Linked DNA regions of Mus musculus: region 2 is linked to region 1. A link is a contact called in public Hi-C data. All regions are on one chromosome and are shown on one strand. Each heading gives the region's core, a stretch centred on a gene start, on an enhancer-like site or on the middle of the called end of the contact. The rest is flanking DNA. Distances are from core to core; before and after follow the strand shown.

What was found. A called contact is a pair of places that touch in the nucleus more often than the background predicts.
Region 2: a contact with region 1 is called in a Hi-C map of uterus, with 4 times the contacts expected there. The contact joins two enhancer-like sites. A contact is called at or near these places in 2 of 484 Hi-C or Micro-C datasets (myocytes and uterus).

Annotation. Positions count from the first base shown.
Region 1 is chr6:143,620,220-143,626,851 of GRCm38.p6, reverse strand. All of the region lies in intron 2 of 1700060C16Rik (RIKEN cDNA 1700060C16 gene), which reads left to right. Among named protein-coding and RNA genes, the nearest start is that of 1700060C16Rik, 28 kb to the left of the region's middle. Within about 2 kb of position 4,296, at least 15 of the 459 cell types and tissues checked have an H3K27ac peak or open chromatin away from gene starts, as enhancers often do. A contact at or near this core is called in uterus, where this site is marked.
Region 2 is chr6:144,707,549-144,714,180 of GRCm38.p6, reverse strand. It overlaps a transcript of Sox5 not described here. Among named protein-coding and RNA genes, the nearest start is that of Sox5os3, 38 kb to the right of the region's middle. Within about 2 kb of position 3,215, at least 62 of the 459 cell types and tissues checked have an H3K27ac peak or open chromatin away from gene starts, as enhancers often do. A contact at or near this core is called in uterus, where this site is marked.

The sequences.
Region 1 (6,632 bases), core at 3,047-5,546:
TAATGATGGCCTACACAGAACGCCCTGTTTTCATGAAATAAACCACTAAAAATACTTGTCGCTGTAACAATGCAAACCTGATGATAGTGTGGTTTTTAACCATAGCACACTATTATTTTATTCTGAAAGTTGTTGTTGGCAGAATCTGGTCTCAATAATTACTTTTTTTTTTTTTAAGAAGAAAGAGGAACGATTTTATTACACTCAAATACAGACTCTAAAAATATCAGAGAACCAAGTATACAGGGATCAGACTATTAATAGCTTGAAAAGCTATCAGTTGCTGGGGTGGGACACATGGGTTTTTTACATTGTGAGCCAAAAATCTAGAGTTTTCTGCCGAGAAATACATTTTGAATCCATAACACATTTAAAGGTGAGAAAAGGCTTGTGAACGATTAAAGCCCTTGTTCTTCCACACCCAAAGGAGACATTAATTCTTCCAAGAGTTGTGATACAAATTCTCAGAGCCTTCCATGATGACTGATCTGAGGATAATTAGCCTAAGACCAGACATATAACACAGCACTCTTATGAGATTAGTTAAGAATCGCATGCAAACTAAATTATGGTTTGTTGTTATAATGATAAAACCCCATGTCCTCTTGAGCTAAGCTTAGCACGTGGGGAGAGAGGGCTTCTCTGCACACGGACATGCTGTTCATTTCCGGGGGGAGGGGCTTCTCTGCACACAGACTCACTGTTCATTTCCGGTATCTATTTGAGAATCACCTTGGCCTCTATGCTACTTTTTGGTGTGAAGTTTCAACTCCCTTCCCTAGCCCCATAAATCTGACAGCACAAGAAATATTAAAGGGCTTTTGCTGATGTCTTTAAAGAGAAGACAGGAGACTTCATAAACAAGTTGGGGAACATTAGGCATTGATTCCAATGAGGGGCCAATTGTAGGTCTGACCATTGACACGCAAGCACACACACACACATGCATGCGTCTGTGCGTGAGCATGCATGTGAAGGCCAGAAGTTGATTCCGAGTATCATTTTCAGTAGCTCCCCATACTTCTTTTCAAGCCAGTGTTTCTCAGTGAGCTTGCTGCTCACCAGTTAGCTGAACTGGACAGGCAGCAAACCTCAGGGACTCCAACTCCCTGCCAGCTCTGAAATAACAGGGGTGCACCTCCATGCCCTGCATTTTATACGGCTTCTGGGGCTCTGAACTCAGATCCTTGTTCATGAATGGCAAGCACTTTTCCAAATGTTAAGAGCACATTTACATTTATTTTTAAATCAAGATTCAACTTGCACACTGTAAAGAATATATTTATTGTACGTCTTAATATATACTTACATAAGCTATCTGCACAGTCTCTGTCAGGATCCTGAGCATCTCCCCCCACTCTTGTCTGTTTGCTTCAATACTGTCATCTCTAGCCCCCTAAACCTGTTTAATCTGCTCCTGGATATAAATCAAATACTTTGTAGTATCCTAATTTTTTTCACTCAGCATAAGGCACACAGATCTCATTGTTGTTTAATGTATTCGTTAATTTTCATTCTTATTCAGCTTTAGATGGTTTACATGTAATACGATTTGTTTATTGTATTTTAATGTATTTATATTTTATTATATTTGGATTATTTCCAGACATTTGCTGTTGTTAATAATGTTAACATAAACATTCTTCTATTTATCTCTGGGTAAAACATAAGCACTTATTTTTCTGGAATACATAATCAGAAGTGGAATTTCTGTGACACGTAGGATAGTGTGTATCTGTGTGTACTAGATTCCTTCAAGCGATTCCTTAAGACAGTTATAACTTAGGGACTATGTTGTACTATGTTGCCAGCAATAAATGAGTTTCTCCTGGTTTCTAAGCCACACAGATAGTAGGATTTGTCTGTTTTAATTGTGACATTTTTGCCCACTTGCTGAAGGAAGTGCATTACGATCTTATTTATTTTGCATTGCTCTGTTGGCTCATGATACTGAGCGTATCTGTATGTGTGCTGTATTCTTAAATCTCAATCACCAAGTTCTTCTTTGTTTCTGTACTGGCTGATTTTATGTGTCAACTGGATACAGACTGGAGTTATCATAGAGAAAGGAGCGTCCGTTGGGGATGTGCCTCCCTGAGATCCAGCTGTGGGGCATTTTCTCAATTAGTGATCAAGGGGGGAAGGGCCCCTTGTGGGTGGGACCATCTCTGGGCTGGTATTCTTGGTTCTATAAGAGAGCAAGCTGAGCAAGCCAGGGGAAGCAAGCCAGTAAAGAACATCCCTCCATGGCCTCTGTATAAGCTCCTGCTTCCTGACCTGCTTGAATTCCAGTCCTGACTTCCTTTGGTGATGATTAGCACTATGGAAGTGTAAGCTGAATAAACCCTTTCCCCCCTAACGTGTTTCTTGGTCGTGATGTTTGTGCAGGAATAGAAACCTAAGACAGTTTCTTTCGCATGTTGTTTTCTAGGTCCCCAGTTGCATGTAGGATGTGGCATGTACCAGGCAAGAACTCTAAGCTGCACTTCCCTTCCCATTTGTATTTTCTGTTTTTGAGATAGGTTATCTCTAAGTTGCCTAAGCTGGCCCTGAACATAAGCTCTTCCTGCCTCAGCCTCCAGAGTAGCTTAGATTACAAATTTATACAGCCTGATACATCAATATTTTTTCCCTCTGTGTAACAGCCCTGGCTATCCTGGAACTTGCTTTGTAGACCAGGTTGGCCTTGAACTCACAGAGGTCTGCCTGTCTCTGCCTCCTGAGTGTCGGGATGAAAGGCATGGGCTGCCACCACCACCCAGGTAGTGATCCAATTTTGAAAAATTTACTTATGTATGTATTTATTTAAATGTAGGCATGCTCTGTCTGGATGTACACCTACAGGCCAGAAGGGGCATCAGATCCCTTTATAGACAGTCGAGAGGTTGCTGGGAATTGAACTCAGAACCTCTGGAAGAGCAGCCAGTGTTAACTGCTGAGCCATCTCAGCAGCCCTAGTGGTTCAATTTTAAATAAACTACTAATTTTTAATAAACATTTTAAAAGATTAATAATATGTCTACATATTAAAATAACAAGCTTATCTTGACTTTAAGAAGTAGTAAAAGAGTTAAAATGAGTATTAAGAGAAGAAATGTATTTTAATCCTTAAGGGTAGACATATTTTAACTGCCTATTCTTGATAAACACAAGAGCTGGGTGTATTGCTTTCCCAAGACAATATGTGGTACTTGGGATAGACTATGGTGCTGAGAAACAGCCTATGAGTAAATGCATGGATGACATCACCAGTGATCAGCATAGTTACTTCTACTTAACGGTATATACATTAATAACTACTGATAAGCTTTGTTTCCCATATGCTATTGCTGATTTGAGCTCTTCTTCAGAGACTCATGTGCTGAAAGGGTGTTAGCACCAAGGCATTTTGACATTCAAGAGGTGAGGTCTATGGTTAGCTAGATGATTCAGCGGATAAAGTTGCTTGCTGCCAAGCCAGAGGACCTGAGTTGGATTCCTGGGACCCAGGAAGCAGAGAACTTACTTCTGTAACTTGTCCTGAGGTAGGAAAACATATAGATCAGGTTGGCCTGTGTACTTCTCTGCAGGGGACAGCCTTGGGTGTAAATCAACATAGAAAGTCATACAGCCCATCATGGTGACACCATTCCCTAAGCAGGGAACCCTGAATTATATCAGACAGAAGTCAGCTAGATGAGAGAGACCCAGTTAGCAAGCAGGAATGTATGTGCTCTCTCTGCTCTTGGCTTCTTCTCACTAAGGATTGTGACCTGGAAGTAGAAGATAACAGAATTCTTCTCTCCTGGGCTGCTTTTGGCCAAGGCATATTATCACAGCAATAGTAAGCAAACTAGAAGAGACACCAAGATTCAGAGAAAACTTAACCTTTGTAAGAATGGGAACTGCAAATGTCCCTGATGAAAACCAGGCCCTGAGTCAGAGACAGATTCCTAGTGGGTGGGGTCTGTTTCCAAGTCATCTGGTGCTGGAACGCTGACTGGGACACAATGGAGAGCCAACCAAAGATATAACTCAGACAGGGAAAGTTCGCTGGTCTCTAAAAGAGGGCACAGAAGTCTGAATACATGGACACGGGGTCCACAGATGAACAACTTCTCCTTCTCTCTTTCAGTTTCCCCAGTTGTAAAATAAAGGGTTCATCCGTGGGTTCTCTGGAGCCTCCTAGTTCCAACTGTCTCTTGATCCCCCAAAGGAAACAGCTTTTCTGAGGAATTTGGTGTCTCCGTCCCAGGTCAGGATGACCTGAGTGTAGAGCTCATCCCAGGCCCCAGAAGGTTCACATCCCTTTAGACTTCATCCAGACAGTCTGACTCGTGGGTTAGCCTAGCCCCTAACTGCTCTCCTCACAGGCTGAGATGAAACATGAAATCCCAGGCTTCCGTGGAAAGAGAGCCCAAATCCAAAACAACAATGCACCTTGGATACAAGCAATGTTTTATTCTAGAAATAGAAAATGTCCTCTAGCTTAGTTATAATTTCTGCAATCTGTTCTGCCAATTGTGTGTGTGTGTGTGTGTGTGTGTGTGTGTGTGTGTGTGTGTGTGTGTGTTTTGTAAAACTGCTATTCAGAATTCTTTGGGCCAAAATGAAAATCTAGTCTGTTTCTAATAGCTTGATAATTTTGATGGGATGTGTCATTTAAGAGCTAATGAAGGGTGGGCAAAGTGGCCCAGATGGGTAAAGGTGTTTGCTGCCAGGACTGGTGATCTGAATTCAGTTCCTGAATCTAATATTGTGGGGGGAGAGAAGTGACTATGGGTGATTCCCCTATGTAAAAGAGAAATGACATAGTTCATAGTGCCATGACCACTGTTTCTTCTTTGAAAATCCCCCTGAATTTTCCAGAATGGAAGCCCTTATTCTATAACCCAGGATGTTTGATAGAGTATATTAATTATTTTGCCTGTAAAAAGATTAGCTTTTAAATGTCACTTATCAGAGTTATTAGTAGAAGAGACTCAGTATATTGTCCAATAAGCAAACTTGGTCTCTGACAGAACAAGAAAAACATGAGTGACATGTCAGTATGTAACCAAAGCAAGGAAGGAGCCCAGGATGGGAGGGAAGAGGGAGGGTGGATGCCCAGTTTGTAGGATGAAAAGTATACTTTTGGGTTCTGTTGATAATCTTATATTATAAACAACGAGTTTTACGTGTGTGTGTGTGTGTGTGTGTGTGTGTGTGTGTGTGTGTGTGTGTGTACGTGTGTATGTGTGTGTGTGTATGTGTGTGTGTGTATGTGTGTGTATGTGTGTGTGTGTGTGTGTGTGTGTGTGTGTGTGTGTAGCTCACAGCAAAGATGCCACAGCCATCACTGTTCATCTTAAAACTTAATCTCTGACCCCAGATGATGAAAGAAGAGCTAGGTGACGTCTACAGGGCATAACTGAACAGAACTTTGAAAGGCATCACTTAGAATCTCAAACCACCCTTCACTGAGCTTGGTCCTCATCTCAGCCATAAGCATTCCTAATCTGAAAATCCGCAATGTTCCAGCACCCCTCAGTTCTTTGAACAGTAATGACTCAAAATCCCATCTCTGACCTCGTGTGACAGACCAGTCAGAGTGCAGGTGCTGTAATAATGGTGTTTAAAATTATCTCCAGCCTATTTGAATGAGGCATATATAAAACATGAACTTCACCAATCAGCCCCTGGGGAACATTTCACATGCAAGTCATTAGGACAATAATGGAGGGCTTCCTCTCCACAGAATGGAAAACAAAGCCAGTCAATAACATCTCTCGGTGCAAGAGTGGGGAAGGCAGGCACTGAAAGATCATCCAAAGGAAAAAACTCAAGATCCCTTCCAAAAGCCAGGGAGGTCCTTACACCACGTCTTAAGGTGTTCCCCAGGAAAAAGTCTGTGGTGGTTTCAGTGGAAGGTTCCCCCACAGGCTCATGTATTTGATTGAACACTTGGTACTCATTTGGTGCTGTTTGGGGAACTTGTAAAATCTCAATGAGGTGGAGCCTTGCTGGGAGAAGTATGTCACTGGGGTCTGATCTGAGGACTATAGAGCCCTATCCCACTTCCTGCTCTGTCTCTGCTTCCTGTGTGTAGTCATAGCATGATGGAACCAGCTTCCTGTTCCTGCTGCCATGCTGTGCTGCCCCAGCCATGACAGACTCTAGCTTTCTGGAACTGAAAGCCAAGTTAAAACTCTCCTTACGTTGCTTTTGGTCATGGTATTCTTTCACAGCAACAGAAACGTGACTGATGCAGACTCCTCATTTTTTTGCCTCCTGGCATGATACTGCTTCCTGCATGTTGTTCTCTATGGTCACACCTAGTGAGGGACCAAGATCTAGATGGTGTCTCGTCAGAATACAAACAGAAGCTCATATGGGAAGGGCATATGAAGAAATTTATGATATGAGAGAAGACCCTGGTACCAGAACCAAGAGATCCTCTGTGTGGTCAAAGCCACTTTCAAAGAGACAGGAGCCTTGGGCAGACTTGCAGGTCTAACACAGAAAATGAGAAGCGTGTTCTTTGGTCCACCTCCATGTCCTGCTGGCAGATGGGCATCCCCACCTTTCTCCTTGTCCCAGCAGTTCCCCATCCTAAGTAGCTCTAGGAGAGGCATGAGGTGCCTGAGACTCCACTTTGAATTCTGAAAATGTTG
Region 2 (6,632 bases), core at 1,966-4,465, 1.1 Mb before region 1:
GCAGTCTCAATTTAGGGAGGCAAGAGTCTGAGTTCATGTTGGCACTACTACCACCAGCCAGAAACACCAAGGGAGCTCAGCTTGCTTACATGGTTGTCAGCTATTTTGGGGTCTACCATTGAGACTGGAAAACATGGTAGATTTTTAAAAATAATGCACCCATGCTTTCAATTGAGTGTCCTTGTATTTTTGTGGAATGTTATAAACTTTTAAACTTTCCTTCATGCATATTTTGATAACAACTACTTGTTTTCTCAGACTCCCTGGATTAGATATTGGTTTAAACAGAGACTTCTGAGTGACTTATAACTTAAAACACCCTCTAAATGTCTGTGTCTATATTTTGGAGACATGATTTTAAGAGACCCTAAAGTGATCTCTGGTTGTTTATACTGAGTAGGTAAAGCATTTAGTCTTGTGGGACTGGGCACAGTGGAGCCATTTGGGATGCTCTAGAGTCCTAGTTTAGACACGGTGTTGATGTCACTGAAGTATAAACAATGATTGGTTAAATATTTCTGTAGAAAAATTAGACTATAGAGTAAGTGGCCGAGTTGATTTGAGTAGTTACTGATTTACATTAAGGGGTCCGACTGGAGGCAGAGCTGCAGAGAGAACCAACCCAGAGCCGTAGTAGGTAAAGATGCAGCTTTCTCTTTTCAGTTGTTTGGTTGGAAGGAACTTTGAATCACAAATTTGGGAGACACAGACTCTGGTTAGACAGTCTTGATTATGTTTCCCTTCATTCAGACTGTGGTTTCCCATGGGAGTTCACTTCATTGATCTCACTCTAGGCTCCTTCATACCATGCCTTTTTTAGCCTATTCTTTTTTTTTTTTTTCAGAACTTGCTTTGACATGATCTTAGACTTACAGAAAAGTGACTGAGATAGGCAAGGGTTACTGCACTCTGATGCAGCTTCTGTCTCTGCTTCTTCCTTTATGGGTAGCCACACTCAGTGATCAATTCCCACCATCAATAAGGTGCACCGATTCTATAACTTGCATTAATTCTATAAATCACATAGCTGCTATCAACTTCGTTCATCTTATAAGCATCATTAATTCTATGAGTATTTGCATCATATAGCTGATGAGCTAATAGTGTTTTTATTCATCAATGAGATTGTTCATATTTGACCCTGGGAACTCTTTAGGTTCAATTCCTCTTCTGGTGACCCATTCTCTTTCTCCCACTCCTTCTTCTCTGGTGCAGGTTTTCCAGGATCGCCTCTCTTCTCTGCCCCACCACTGGGGTCAGCCAGGTATTTAATGGTTTCCCTTGGGTTCAGCTCTTTACCAATGCAGATCTTTAGACACTAAAATCTTGCCCTATGAATTTATGAAAAATAACTGGTTTGAGATGGTTTTAAAAAGAAAGAAATATTAAATCAATCAATCAGAGTGTTCAGAGAAATATGAGTCCAGGAAAAAGGCTGTATTTTTAGTCCTGGGTCCCAGGAGCCCTTGGGAGCTGGGATGTTCTTTGTTCTTCCAAGCTGTGAAGAGTTTAGGGAAGTGCAACGAGGTCTTCCCCTAGTTGCCCAGAAATCTTTGCCATCGACTTAACTTTATAAGCAATCCATGGTTTCCCTTCTTCTCCATGTGCCCTATCAGCTAAGACAGACAGCTTGCCAATGAGGAATCCTTTCTTTCCAGCACATTAAGTACAGAAGGAACACAAGCAAAAGTGGAGGCAAAATGCAGCGTATAAAAGGTCCTCTCAGCTAAGAGTGCTCTGTGTTCCTGTTTGGAGGTGAGAAGCCAGCTCCCCCATTCCTCACTGCACATAGATGCATCATCTTCTCCATTTCCAAGAGACTCATTCCTAACAACCAAGTGCGCATCGTGGTGGGAAATAATGCAGATTCAACAAGATCACAACCTCCGTGTGAAAACTGCTCTTAATGAGGTGCTGTGTATGAATTAATTAAATTAGTTTGCCCCTCGTGTGGCAAGCCCTGGTTAGCGTTTAGCTGCTTCCCTAATTTATGTGTGTAAAATCACAGAGCAGCCTCGGCCTTGCTTGTTTTCAGCAAAGAGATGGTCTCATTTGTAGGAAGACATTATCAAGCAGAGGCTGCTGTGGGCCCACCCTCCCAGCTCTGACAAATGAACGGACGTGGGCTGTAGGAGCCTCTGGTACACAGCACATCCTGTGACCGTAGTGGGGGAGGGTGCCTTGGCCGGAGAAGGGTTGCATCTCCAGTTGCTTCTTGTCTAGCGAATAGATAACCAGCTTTTCTGCTTCCTGTTTGTTGGCATGTTGGAGGCTTTTTGATTATCCGTTCTTTTAAAAAAATGCAGGGTATGAATTTAAAGTGAAAAGGATGTGGGATGCTGGTTTCTTTTTGTTGGGAAGAAAGCGAAGATTGTGCGTTCTGTATTGGAAAGGTGGTCGCTAAGAACTCCCAACAATGGATGAAGGCACAATGGTACAACTGGCTGAGAGATGGAGGGTTTGAAAGGCAATATTCTTCAATGTGGGAAAGTAATAAAATGTCAAAATGAACTTCAATAGAAAAGCTGTTCTGTAAGGAAGGGGGTGTGGCTTTTGTGTTGCTGTCAGGGTGCGGGACTTGTTTTCTTTTCATTCTGATAAAACTCTTTTGGCGTATGTTTTTTTTTCCTCCTCAATTCAAACAGTTGATACTAGTGTTAATTTAAACTCCCATGTGTTTACATCCTCAAGTCTTTTGAAGAGAACCCACCCCATTTTTTTTGTTATCTCGGAACTTTTAAGGACAACGTCACCACTTCTAACACACACACACACACACACACACACACACACACACACACACACGGTCCACAGGCTCGTCATTTGGATTAAGAATAAACGAGTGCAGAATAACTCAGAACACCATTAGAGATTTATATTTGTTTCCATGCAGCTACATGATTATTTTGAAAAAAAACAAGTGTTTCTTCTCAGTCACTGACCACGTACTTTGTAAAACACTGCTACAGAGTGGTGCTTGGCACAAAAGGCTGGTGATGGAGGTTCCTGCCAGGCCTCGAATCCACGCTAGAGCTGGACCTAGGATTTCAGGTTCTGACTTCTCTCTGGTCATCAGCTGCTGATCTGCTTGATTTCCTCCGAGAATTTCAGGCCAGAGGAAAGAATGCCAGAGACACATTTCCAAAGAGATGAGTCACCCGGGTGGCTTGACAGAAGGAAAGCTGTGTTTACTTTGCTAGGGTTTTTGAACAGATATGAGAGGAGCAGGTTTCGTCATTATTTTCAACTTGATACTGCACAGCACAGTGCTTTCTGTCCCAACACTTAATGACACTAAGTTCACCATGCTTCCATTCCTGTGACTCCTGGGAGATTTATATTTGAAAATCCAAAAGGTATATGTGTTGTGTGTGTATCAGTGTGTGTATGCTTGAGTGTGAGTGGGTGTATCAGTGTGTGTGTATGAGTATGTGTTTCTCTCTCTGTGTATGTCTGACTGTGTGTATATGCATGAGAGAGAGAGAGAGAGAGAGAGAGAGAGAGAGAGAGAGAGAATATAAGTGAATGTTCTTGAAGATACCGTTAGCAACCTTCATCTGGCATCCTTAAATCGGGCTTCAGGCATTCCAGTACCAGCCTTTGCCTTGGTGTAAAGAACTTGGGGGGGGGGGAGCACTGTTCACAGAAATTTTCTTCTTTCCTTCTTCTTGAAGGCCCCCTAACACCCATCTTGACTGAATTTCTGTATTACTTTCAAAGTCTGTACCCTATACTGTTGGCTTGTGGCACTTTCTTTTCCTAGGAGATACAAGACATTCCTCTCTAACACCTGTAGTATTAGCATTCAGTTTCCCTAATGTTCTTATTTAGTATTTCTGCACCTGTGAGCATCCAAGGTGTTGGGAAGAACAGGGAGTGTCCACATGGCCCTCTGGGGATGAGGAACTAGGAATAGGTGACCAACAAAAATCTATAGATACTAAGTTTAGGCTCATAATATATTGGTTTGAACCCAGAGAACTATGATTGAACTATGCTTAAGGTGAGGAAAGAGACAATGTGGGTCACGAAGGATAAAGGGAGTTGGGGATATCTGGAAGATGCTGTCAAGCTGTAAAGGGAGAAGAGAGGCAAGCAAAGGCACTGGGGCAGAAGATTTATCTCCATGAATTCCCTGTAGAAGAGAAAAGTGTCCAGCTAGCTAAGGAGTCATAGCTGAGAGCTGCGCCCAGAGAGGTCAGCATGCCAGGTCACAGAGGGATTTGTGAACCAGAATAAAGGGTGTTAGTTTCAGTGTCTTGGAACAGGATCAGACAAAGAGTATAAGAATTTGTTTCTCTGAAGGTCATTTAGATCACCGAGATGTTTTGCATAGTCTGTGTTAAGTGGAAGGTCACAAACCCTTTTGAGTAAGAGTTAATCAGCTTCACAGCGGGGCAGAGAGGAGAGGGACAGTAAATATTTGCCGAGTTGTGAAACGGATGGGGCAGTGGGATTCCAAAGAGAATGATTTTAGAGACTTGGGATTCTATTGCAACCGGAAGTTCAGATTACATCCTTCCCTCCTTGCTTGCTTGTTTCGTTTCGAGACAAGCTATGTAGCTAAGAATGACCCTCAACTCCTGGCCCTTCTATCTCCCAAATACCAAGATGGTAGCCATGCAGGGTTGTACAAGGCTTTTTCAAATGCTGGGGCTTGAACCCTAAGAGTATGTAGGCACATGCTAGGTGCTCGACAAGCAGAGCTACCTGCCAGCCATCACACCTTGTTCTTGATGATGCTAGGTGTGTGGATGATGTTTAGGAAGGCTGAGCACAGCTCTAAGCACATAGGGCAGTGATGGGCTTGGGTGAGTGTGGGAGACAGGGCGTGCAGGCTGCGTTCTGTTTCCAGTCTCTGTCACAGACTTCCTTGATCATCGAGATATTATTCCATCTCTCCTAACCATCATTTCCATCCAGGGACAGTGCAGGGCGGGTAAGATCCATCTTATTGATTCCATGTTATTGATTGTGATCAGCTTTTTCTGAAGCTGTCCATCTTGGACTGTAAGAATTGGTGCCTTGCAAAAGACCCAGTTATTTCTTCAGTGCAGGCCAAAGGCTCCCAGTCGCTGCTGATGCAGAGGCCTTCCTAGGTTCTTCTGAAGTGCTGTAATGTTGATCCTCAGCCCTTTTTCATCCCCTTCCTGGGGTTTTAGGATAATGCTGATAGCAAAACAATACAGAGGAGCCTAGCTTTTATTTTACACATCGCACAAAAACCTGTTTTCTTCCTTTCTTTTTTTAACACAAGGAGGCTGAGAATACATAGCAGTAATACTGAGGACAGGGTGAGTGACAGTCATTTAGCAGGCAATTACAATCCAAATATGTCTTATTAATTCTCCTTCATGATTGATTCCACCATAAAATTGTCTATATGAAGAAGTCTTGCATGCTTTCAGCTCATCTGCAATAACTCCTGCCATTTATACGAATATAAGCAGGTCCTCCATTGTCATCCTGGGAAGGCCTTTAGTGTATCTGTGATGGCAAGCACGTAGATTCTCTCATCTTCAAGAGCTTCCTATAGTCTAATGGCCATGATGGCTCAGTGTCCTGATGTACCCCTGCTTTGTGGCACTTGCCTGGAGCTCGGTAGGGAGGTGGCAAACTCCTCCCTCTCAGGAATGATCTGAGGACACATGTCCTCACAGAGAGCAAAACAACGTAGAGGAATAAATCAGCCCAGATGCTTTGACTGAGTTACCTTTTAGAAGTTTACTCTCTGGTAGGCTTGGGTTTTTCCAGTGCATTCTTTGGATATTCTTTGCTTTTATATTCATGAAGATGCCGATGTTTAGATCAGAAGGCATAGTTAAAAATTAATGATAGAATTCAGAGTGGAGGCCTTTGAGGGTGTGGCGTATTGCTCCTTTTCCAACTCTTAAAAAATTTTGAACACTTTAACCAGCCAAAAAAAAAAAAAAAAAAAAAAAACCAACTCCCTCTGGCCTTTCTGTCCATTTCTTTTGTTTCTTCATTGCTATTCCCAGTAGCATTGCATAAGTTACCTGGAAACTGCACAGCTTGGTTGCCCTGAGCCAGACAGCCAGAGTATCTAGAATTTTCATGTGGTCAGATACAGCAGTGAAGCAGGGTAATTTGGGGGCTAAATGGGAGGAATCTGGGAGGAATGTATTAAACTTTATTCTTAAATTTTAAATTTAAAATGACATTTCAAGTGAGTGAGACTTTTTTTTACTAATCATTATGTCTTTTAAGTTGTCAAAGGCAAAACTGGACAGAAGCGAACTACATGGCTGGAGGTCCATGGCTCAAGGTCGGGTAAACCTTGAGGACCCACTTGCTATTTAAGCAGTAGCCATCATTGTAGGCTGGCTCCCCTTCCAGCGGTTGTTAGGAAATGAGCAGAAGTTGTCAGCAAAGTTCTAACTACACATATCCCTGACTGTTGTTCCCACGAAGGAACCTGTAGACTAATGTCTTCCATTGTGGTTTTGAGATTAGAATATTCAACTGCATTCTCTTTTAAACAGTTTGGAGCTTTGTGACATTGTTAACTGAACTCGTCATTCCTTATCAGGAAGTGGTGGCAACCCCTGCATATCTATTCTCGTTAGATATCACTCTCGTTAAATATCTGCAGGAATTTAAGACACTTACAA